Regions from separate parts of the Gossypium arboreum genome. Here region 1 is linked to region 2. A link is a contact called in public Hi-C data. All regions are on one chromosome and are shown on one strand. Each heading gives the region's core, a stretch centred on a gene start, on an enhancer-like site or on the middle of the called end of the contact. The rest is flanking DNA. Distances are from core to core; before and after follow the strand shown.

What was found. Hi-C and Micro-C count contacts between places; a contact is called where the count stands out from the background.
Region 1: a contact with region 2 is called in a Hi-C map of leaf, with 4 times the contacts expected there. The contact joins the promoter of LOC108459996 here to the promoter of LOC108460249 in region 2. A contact is called at or near these places in 2 of 5 Hi-C or Micro-C datasets (both in leaf).

The regions. Positions count from the first base shown.
Region 1 is chr4:21,489,297-21,494,156 of ASM2569848v2, reverse strand. LOC108459996 (transcription factor bHLH91-like) reads right to left here and starts at 3,530. Exons shown (of 3, transcript XM_017759382.2): 1 at 2,633-3,530; 2 at 2,073-2,498; 3 at 1,689-1,992. The coding sequence starts at 3,373. The coding sequence ends at 1,882.
Region 2 is chr4:21,359,981-21,365,179 of ASM2569848v2, reverse strand. It overlaps LOC108460249 (NAD-dependent malic enzyme 62 kDa isoform, mitochondrial), which reads left to right and starts at 3,505. Exons shown (of 19, transcript XM_017759679.2): 1 at 3,505-3,982; 2 at 4,128-4,224; 3 at 4,333-4,451; 4 at 5,006-5,173. The coding sequence starts at 3,803. LOC108460250 (basic leucine zipper 24-like) reads right to left here and starts at 3,511. Exons shown (of 2, transcript XM_017759680.2): 1 at 3,404-3,511; 2 at 1,385-2,779. The coding sequence starts at 3,481. The coding sequence ends at 2,036.

The DNA of each region.
Region 1 (4,860 bases), core at 2,281-4,780, 130 kb before region 2:
ATTCGTGTTAAAATTTATATTGGTATCAATTTCACATTTTATCTTTAAAATAACTTTTATTAAAAATCAAATTTTTATATTTAATATATTTTTAATTCCAAAATATATAGTGACAAGAATATGAAGATAATTGAAACAACTAAGTAAGCAAAGAAACTAACCCAGTATATAAAATATTAATAAATAAATTATGAGGTGATGAAAGTTAATAAAAAAATTAATTACGGTGAAAAAATTTTATTACGATGAGTGACATTGGTTACAATGACTCAAAATTATTTTTTAAAATTTAACTCAAACAAATATATTCGATTCGATTCGATTCGAATTTCATCTCACTCGACTCGATTCGAGAAAATTTCAAATCAAATTAGGATGATAAAATATGATTCGTCAACTCGATTAACTTAAAATTTTTCATTCGATTTAATTCGATTCGATTGAATGCTCACTCTTAATTGTGTTTGCATAAAAATATATCTGACTTTGATATAGCCATCTACAGTGACAGTCCCACATGCTCCTTGAAAATCTAGTTTAAAGGTAGAAAAAAAAATCATTTACAATCAAACATTTCATTGACAACTAGGGTAGTGAAGTAGTGATCAGAAATAATCTTGGAACTACAACTATAATAATCTAATTTTGTAAGAAACAAAAAACAACTCCAGTTGTCATCAATCAGAACCCAAGAATTAGGCCAAGGAACAAAGATTGATACATGATGGACATATCCCAATCAAGTAGTCAATGGAATAGGAGTAGCATGTAAGACTCAGTCCTACTTTCAATGATCATTGAGGACTCAATGAACTGTAAAGGGAAAGCATTCGGCTTTGGTTCTTGGTGTTTTCAGTTCTTACGCGATCTTAAAATGGTGCCTGGTTCATTGGACCGACCTGAAAATACCAAATTTTCACTAAACGGGGCAACCCATACTTGTAGGAGGATATTTGGTTCACTTATTAACAGTCTAGGTAAACTATACAGTAAAAATCTTCTTTGGGTTATGATGACACTATGTGTAGATTTGAAAAGTCATCTCATTGTAATCCGAGAATAAAATGGATCACCTACCTAAATCCACTCCTATAAGGACGATGATGCAATTTGCAACCAGCTTTCAAGTGGATCAGTACTTTCCGTCTATCATGTTGATCTGTAGTTCATTGGGAGGAAAAACAGCCCAATAATGCATTTTTGGGGGTAAAAGCCCAAGAATGCATATGAAAAAAATTAAAAACCAAATTTTATAATCAAGTAACAAAGCAAAATTCTTTGTTCAACTCCATCACAGCTTGTCATGGTTCTTCTCATTGTTAACCCATACACCTGCATGTTCAGTTATCAGTCAAATTCAGTAATATCTGTTGCTTGCAGGCACCTCTGCAATTCTGAAGGTACTGCAGGGGAAAAAATCGCCACTAGCATCCACTTCACCACCCAATGGCATTTCATTTGAATGAAACTCAGAAACCCAAAAACAAAGAGACCCAATTTTAATACATCAATGATAAACATCCTCACTTCTACAACTGGTTGCTTACACAGATTAGATAGTTTAGATTAAAGTTTGTCTAATATTTATCTCGTGTTTTATTTCTTTCTGTTAATTTCTCAAGCGAAGATCCTAAGTGTAATAATCCATGTCGGAGGAAAGGAAACTAAGCAGTAGCCATCACAACAAATTTCGTTACTAATATAACCACATCCACTGCATATATATTTTTCAGTGCTGCTGATTGCTGACAATAAAATAGCATTATCAAATCCTTAATAGTAATAATCAAAGTAATATGTGATGATAACCGAACAATTGAAGCTACTTCATTTCCCTAGAAAACATAGACATAAATATGAAACTCTTCCTTCACTGAAAAACTAGAGACAAGTGCTACTGGTTGGTGGAGCAGCAGCTGCATCCTGCTTATCCACCACATTAATGAGGTTGTTGGCTATGGCACTTGCATAAACAGAAGAGCCTTCATATATCTGCATCAAGTGGAATTAATTACTGTAAAAATACTAATATGTTCAAAATGTCAAAAGCAATATAATAAGGTAGTAATTACCTTGGTGTTGAAGAGAAAGCTGTAGTAGTCACCAATGTTGCCACCGGCAACATGGTGGAGATCCAACTGAAGCTCATCGAGGAGTCTGGACACAAACAGCAAGCAGTTGATCTTCTTTCTTTGAACAAGTTTGATTGTAACTTCATCATCAATAACGCGTACATCAACCTCAGAATTCTTGGACTTCCTCTGAAGCCAAGAGCTCCTCAAGCAAGTGTTATAGCATTGGTCTGGATCACCTAGACCTAGAAGCTTGCACTCGCCATCCCCTGCATCAGCAGCAGTAGCTGTCTCTTCGGTCTTAAGCCTCTTGCTTCTGTCTTGGCCGCACCTCTTTTTCTCCACCACTAATTTAAGCTCACGAACAGTTCTAAGAAGCTCTTTGATGTAATCTATAGCATCTCCTACTATAGACGCCCTATCATTCTTGGTTGTAAGCGATGAAAATGTGTTTCCCAACGCCAAACAAACATAAAAAGCACCAAAAGGATGAAATTTTTTTTTAGTCCTTATCATTGAAGAAAGAAAGACAAGTTATAAAAGTGGTTAAATGTACGTACCTTAGTGGGGCTAGGGACCATTGTCCTCAAAGCCTGGAACTTGTCATTGAGATGAACTCTCCTTTCTCTCTCCGTTGCAAAGTGTTTGGTGGTTTTGCCAGCTTTATCTCTGCCTTTGGAATGGGCAACCATAGAGATGTCCCTAGTGAACTCGAGAATCCCATTGTCCCCATCATGATAAAGCTCTTTCTCATCAGCTGGCAAGGTGTATCCATGCGGCAGAGATTGCAGCAACTCCCTGAAGACAGGAGGCTGAGGAGTGAGGTTAAGATGGAAAAGTGGGTCACAGACAACAGAGGAGGCAGAGGCGCTTTCGAAGGAAATGGAGGAATTGGGGAGAAAAGAGCATTTAGGTGGTAAATGGAAAAGGTTGAGAAGGTCAGGTGTGGGAGGGTAAGCAGCTTTTGGGGATGAAGAAGATAGCAACATATTGAAACTTTGGTGGTCAGCCGCATCCTGGTTGGATTGTTCATAGGAAAGCTCCGGAGGGATGAAATGGGAATTGGTGGTGGTGGTGTCAAGCAAATGATGCTGTTGGATTTCCATTTGAACAGCGGTGGAGGCATCTTCTTCTTCAAGCTGGTGATGGTTGTAAGAAGAGAGATTGAGATTGTCTTCCAAAATGTCGTGAGTTTGGGTGGTAGTGCCATCAGGGCTAGACAGCCCCCCCATGACCATGAGTGCATGCCAATGTGTCATGGAGTACTGGGGATCAAAGCAACCACTCTCCTGCAAATTCATTGTATTTCTTCTTTTGGCCTTTAAATTAATTAATTGATATTCATAAAGAAAAGGAATGGTAAATATAATATAAGTGTGGAAGGTGGGATAGCTTAGAGGAGAGAGTCAAAACCTGGGTTTGATAATTGATTAGAGTCTGAGTAGAAGGAAGGTTGTTACATGTTATGTCATGCCATTAATGGGGTCCTTTCACAATCATCATATGATATTAATCCCTTTTTTTCATTCACTTATTATTATGGAATTCTATATTATTTATTATATGTGCCAGAAATTATATCTTAAAATAAGTTTTTTTTTTTTTAAATATCTGCACACTTGGACTCTCCAACAAACTTGTTATTTCTTACAATTTTTCTATAGGAAAAATAGTCGAACACATTGCCAACTAAGTCGTTAATATGGTAAAGTGTTCAACTAAATTTTGTTTGATGGCCAAAAAAATTGTTTTAATTTTTAATTTGCGTAGAAATATTTTTAAGATTTTTCAAAATTTAATAGTATTCTTTTTGTGCTATTTTCAACATCCGCAAGATCGAGTTCTTCAAATTCGACATAATTTAAGATTCTCAAAGCCCAATGGTTGGATAGTAGAACACTTGAGGGATGACAGTTTACATGTGGCAATTTCGACGGTGAAGTTCAATATCAATTCGGAGTTGGTGGCTGCCTCGATGGAAAGATGTAGGCTATAGACATTTAGTTTCCATTTCCATGTAAGGAAGCAATCATTAGTCTTAAAGATGTCATTTTAATAACCGACCTTCTTATCGACAAGGATGGGGTGACCAAACTTAGTGGCATCAACACAATGTACGAGTGTTGTTGATTGTTGGGTGCTATGTTGTCGAGGGAGATACTATAGAAGAATTTAGATAGGTGCCGAATGAAGTGCACATGGTTGAATAACCTTGTCAAACTGACCCCTCTTTCACACGTAACCATGGAGGAGATAGATTGATATACCAAGACTTTGATGCTTTGGATGGTTGGAGGGATGTTGTTTCCAGACAAGTCTTGCAATAAATTCCATTTAATGTATTTTCCTCTACCAAACAATTTTAAGGCGGTCGAGAGACTGGTCAGTTGGGGTTCTACTACCTTGGCTTATTTATATAAGGTAGTCCATAAACTAATCAACAAAGTAAACGGATTTTGCTTGCTATTGCAAACATAGTTTTAGATACAAACATTGTGGTTAATGCCCATCTCTTACTAGACGTGGGAGTTCTCTCTTATTAGAAGGTAAAAATATCATACGATAAAATATCTTAATATGTGTTTTAGTACAACCAGTTAAATCCTTTCCCAATTTTATTCAATATTGGAACAAGTTTAGCGATTGGTTGGACCACACCTACTATAGGAGAGACTTGATATGGATGCATTGAGAAATCGATCAACAAGTCGATGAGAATGTATGTTGATGTTGTATTGACATTCAATGAAATTCAATATATATGTTAACAAATAATCAATAATTGTAT
Region 2 (5,199 bases), core at 2,256-4,755:
CACATTTTGTCAATTTAGTCCAAATTCTAAAAATTAAAAAAATTTAAAAACTTGAAAATATATATGATTTATTATAAAAGGCATAAAATATATAATTAACTTTTAAATCATCTTTACCATTAAAATTTTAGGCCTAAAGGTTGCAACATGCGTTAAAATTATGCAAATATATTTTAATTTTAATACTTTGTAATGCTTTTAATATTTTTAATTAAAATAACAGAAAGAGGGGTTTTGAAACCCTTCTCCTGTTTTGATTAGTTGAATAGATCAAGTTTTTTTTTTGGTTCTTTTGCTCAGAGTCTATGGATTTTTTCTCAATCCCTTGATACCAAATTTCTAAACCCATAGATTTCTCAGCCTCTCCTCTATTAATTTTTATCTTAAAATTTCATCCATATCTTCAAACTCATAAACTAAAATTTTTAAAACCCATAGTTTTTGAAGGTTTTAAAACTCATAGTTGAACAAAGTAGAAAACCCAAGACCTATTTTGTTTGAAACTCTTATCTTCCCCAGAATTATTTTGAAGTTATAAAACGTGCTAATCGAAAAGGATTATTTTGAAGAAATTGAAAGTTTCAAACTATAAATGGAGATTAAAATAATATTTGACTTACCGATTCTTTGCTAATCGAAGAGAGGCTTTTGAAGAAATTGAAAAGGTCTTCATATTAAGAAATGGATTTAGGGTACTTGAAGGTTCGGGTTTAAACGGAAGAACAGAATTAAAAAAAAAAAAAAGAAAAGAGAAGATTTTTTTGTTTGTTATATGTAAGCATAAGGAAATTTTTCCATCAAAACATACATCATATATATTTTAAAATTTTATACTTTTATGACCTTTTATAATAAATAATATATATTTTCAAGTTTTCAAAATTATAAATTTTTTGAATATTTAGAATTTGGATTAAATTGATAAAATGCAAATATTAAAAGTTGAATTTGTTAAACTTTTAAAATTAAAATCAAATTGACAAAATATACAAAATGTTAAAAGATTAAATTTATTATTATACCAATTTCAAAGCTATCACATCAGCATTTCCTTTAATGACCAAGACATATAACAATAAAGTGATTATTGACGATTTATCTAACGAAAATGAGTAAAATTACAAATTTTTAAAATGGTTAACCAAAATAGGGACACAAATGATTTACCCAAAAAGTTAAATAAAGGAAACACTTGTCACCATTATGATCCTAGTCGGGGTAATTTTATTCTCCACCGTAGTGCACCGGATAACAATACAAAATTATAATGTGAAACATTAAATAAATTGATATATTAAACAAACATAATAAAAGAAATAATAAAATGCATTAAATATGGATAAATAAATACGTAAAAGTATACATAAAACAAATTATTAACTGATAAAAAATCATACAAATTTATAATGATAAATCTATAATAATATTGTAAACATATAAAATATAACACTAAAATAAAACTACGAAGTTTACGTTCATTGTATGTCATGTGGCAACAACTTATGTTGCATACATACATATAGATATTTAACTGTTAAGACCTATTAACAAGAAGTAAACATCCATCCGGCAAGCAGGGAAGATAGTATTTAAATGAATCAATTACATGTGACTCCATATGAGCAGCAGTTGAATCATTTTAAATTCCTACAAATATATAGGTAAAGCTGCAAGAGGACGATTCTATTTACATGCTAGTACTAGAATCATATAAGCCACTTAGAGATCAAGACAAGATAATATAAAATATGTCTAGAGCACATGGTTCTGTCAGATTAAACTTCTATTCGCCTAACATACATAACCTGATATACACTCCTTATATTGTCGTTATTCTGTATATATATACCAGAGTCTATATGTAATATTTGGTTTGCTCGACGAGCATGCTGTAATAGACTTGGACAGACTTTTACACTACCTCAAGATCAAGTATAGGGCAACTTACAAATGGTTTCTTTCCTTGCACTTGTTCTCCAGCTTGAAATGCACATGAGATGACACCAGGGTTCAGCTGTTTTCATTTGGATGACCTTCAACACTGGTCATTTGAATTATGATCATTAGCTTGACAGTTCACAATTGCAGGCTGACAATTTCCTTCCAAGGATATGCTCACTTTCTCACTTCCACCAATGCTTGCATGTGATGATGATGAACCTGGATGTGGATGGAAGCATGGCAAATCGGTCTGACATTGTAGACTAATTGTATCACCAATGGACTGCACCCCGCAATCACCTTCCTTCAAAATAGTGGCATTGGCACACTGTTTGTGGAAGGGGAAAACACCCAACTCGCTATCAACCTTTGCTCTAATGCCTACCAAAAGGCTTCGCAGCCTCAAAACCTCTGCTTCAAGGATGGTCTGTCCTTGTAATTTTCTAACAAGTTGCTGGTTCAGTGATCGCAATTTCTTCACTTCCTCTTCAAGATAAGCAGTGTGTGCCTTCTTTTTCTCTCTATATTTCCGAACTGCTTCTCTGTTCCCCAAAGACCTTCTTGGTTTCAAATTCAAACCAGAGCGGGCTTTATTGTTGTGGTAATCATCATCTTCAGATGTAAGAAGTTGGGTATGCGTATGGTAGCATGTATGTGAATGTGCAACATCAGGGCCCGGTGGATTACAAGTGTGAGTGTGAGAACATGTTCTGGTATTCTTCAAGTATTCATCAATGATTAAATCTACGGATGTTGAATCCTGAAAATTGGTGGATGGAACAGTGTTTGATAGTAGGACATGGTCTGAAAGCTCTATCTCCCCATCCTCCATGTTTTCCTTCATTAAACATCAGAAATAGAATTCACATCTGCAAGACACACAGCTCCACCTTTTCCTAGATAAATAAGCAGCAACCTTTATTTTATGCACTAAAGCTACTTCATATTTATCAAAACATTATTAATCAGTAATCCACATGAAAAGAATATATGCGAAGTCACACAAGGATTCCAAACAAATTATATCCATGAATTAGGTCCAGCGCAGAGCATCAAATGCCGCAATCAAGAATATAAGTGGGAAACAACTTGAGAGGAAAAAAGCCCTAATCTCAGCCAAAAACTGGGGGTTTTACAAACAAAAAAGAAATGGTATTTCAGCAATGAAAAGAAAAACCCAGATGGAAAAATCACGCAAAAAGGTTAAATGAAGCATAAAGACAAGATTTTGACATAGAAGTGAATAAGAGCAGAAAAATTTACTCTAAATAAAGTTAAGAGGGGAGATGGTGTTTTTGCTGGGTGGCGTCAAAATAGAGAATGGAATGCCTGACCAGAGGGGCAATAAGAATAAAGCATAGGTTGGCTTGTTTCTCTCTATAGTTTTACTATGCCTCTAGGACTTCCCCACTCACAGACATTTGATAACCCTTTTAAAGAAAATCTTTCTTGTTTCGTTCACCTTGTCAGTTGTCAAGGAGTAGTTTGGCTGCTGTCTGCCTCCCTTCCTATTTCTTTTCTTTGTAATTATCGTTTTCATCTTTAATGGCAATAGTTTGGGCCATAGTCTAACACTGAACTGTAAGACGTGGTTGTAAATGGGCTATGGATAAGAATTTGGCATTGAAGCCTCTGATTATGGGGGCTTTTTTTTTTTTATCTAGATAATAAAAAATTAATTCTGAAAATTGTTTATTTGTAATTTTTTGTGATAAAAAAATCGAATTGATGGAAAATTGAGACAGCTAAGCTCCATCCTCCACTTTTCACTCCCACCAGATCGCGTCTTCTTCTTCCACTATTGGCGCTGTTGTTGTTTCAGAGTTAAGTGTTTGCTGGACAAAAGCAGGAGCATAAAAACATGTCTAACTTTTACAATCAGACGAGAGCAGCCTCGTCTCTGATGAGACGCCTTAAACGAAGCCTCATCAATCCAACTGCTGTCACTCGCCCTAGATGTTTCACCACCGCCGAGGGCCACCGACCTACCCTTGTCCACAAGCGCAGCCTCGATATCCTCCACGATCCATGGTTCAACAAGGTATTACTTCTTTTTCAGTTCCATTACTACGGCCCTGTTCTTGGGCTTCCCTCAATGTCAATCATTTCCATTATTCTCTGGTTTTTGTGCTTCGTTTAGCTTCAAACTTCATAGCTTTTAACCCTTTCAAATGTTTAAATGTTAGGGAACAGCATTTTCCATGACGGAACGAGATCGTCTGGATCTTCGTGGCCTGCTTCCTCCAAATGTAATGTCTTCCGAACAGCAAATTGAACGCTTCAGTAAGTTTTTGTATTGATCAAACAAAGCTTTTTTATCTATGATAATTGTAATTTGAATCTCCATGATTTTCATTTTTATTTTTTGCCTTTTAATTGATTAATTACCAGTGGTTGATTTGAAGAGGCTTGAAGTGCAAGCTAGAGATGGACCATCTGATCCAAATGCGCTTGCCAAGTGGCGGATACTTAATCGCTTGCATGACAGAAATGAGACTATGTACTACAAGGTACAATTCATTTTATCTGCTTTATTGGGATCTCTGTAATGCTTTTCAAGCTAGTTTTAAGCTTCCCCTTCTTCCATCTAATGCTAATCTAATCAATATGTCGTGGTTTGAGTTCAGGGTATGTAGTAAACTTCTTTTCTAATGATAACAGTCTACCAATTACCGTTTACCACCAGAATGGCCATTTCACCTACTTGATGCAGCATCTTAAGGAATAATTCAGTTAAATTTCCGTTGTACTAATTATTTACTTAGTATCTCTCTTCTGTTTTCCTCCGAGTTTCATGTCGCGTCCATTTTTCCAATGACTCCATTATCTTGTCCAGTTAATTATTTAACTTCCTGGTTGTGATATGTCCATCTTTCTGACAGTCTTACATGAAATCAGCCTAAAGGTGTTACGAGTAAGAATTACCATGACATCTTGTTAGTGAATTTGCATGTGCATATAATTTTTTTGACACATCTTGTAGAGTATGTATTTTGTAAAGCAGTGTGTGTATGACATCTTCTTGATGATATACCTGAAGCATCATTTATTTTAACTTTGACAGGTTCTAATTGCCAACATCGAGGAATATGCTCCTATTGTTTATACTCCAACTGTCGGTCTTGTTTGCCAGAACTATAGTGGTCTGTTTAGAAGGCCTCGAGGAATGTACTTTAGTGCAGAAGATCGGGGAGAAATGATGTCTATGGTTTACAACTGGCCTGCTGATCAGGTATGAATTACTCATAATGATGCATT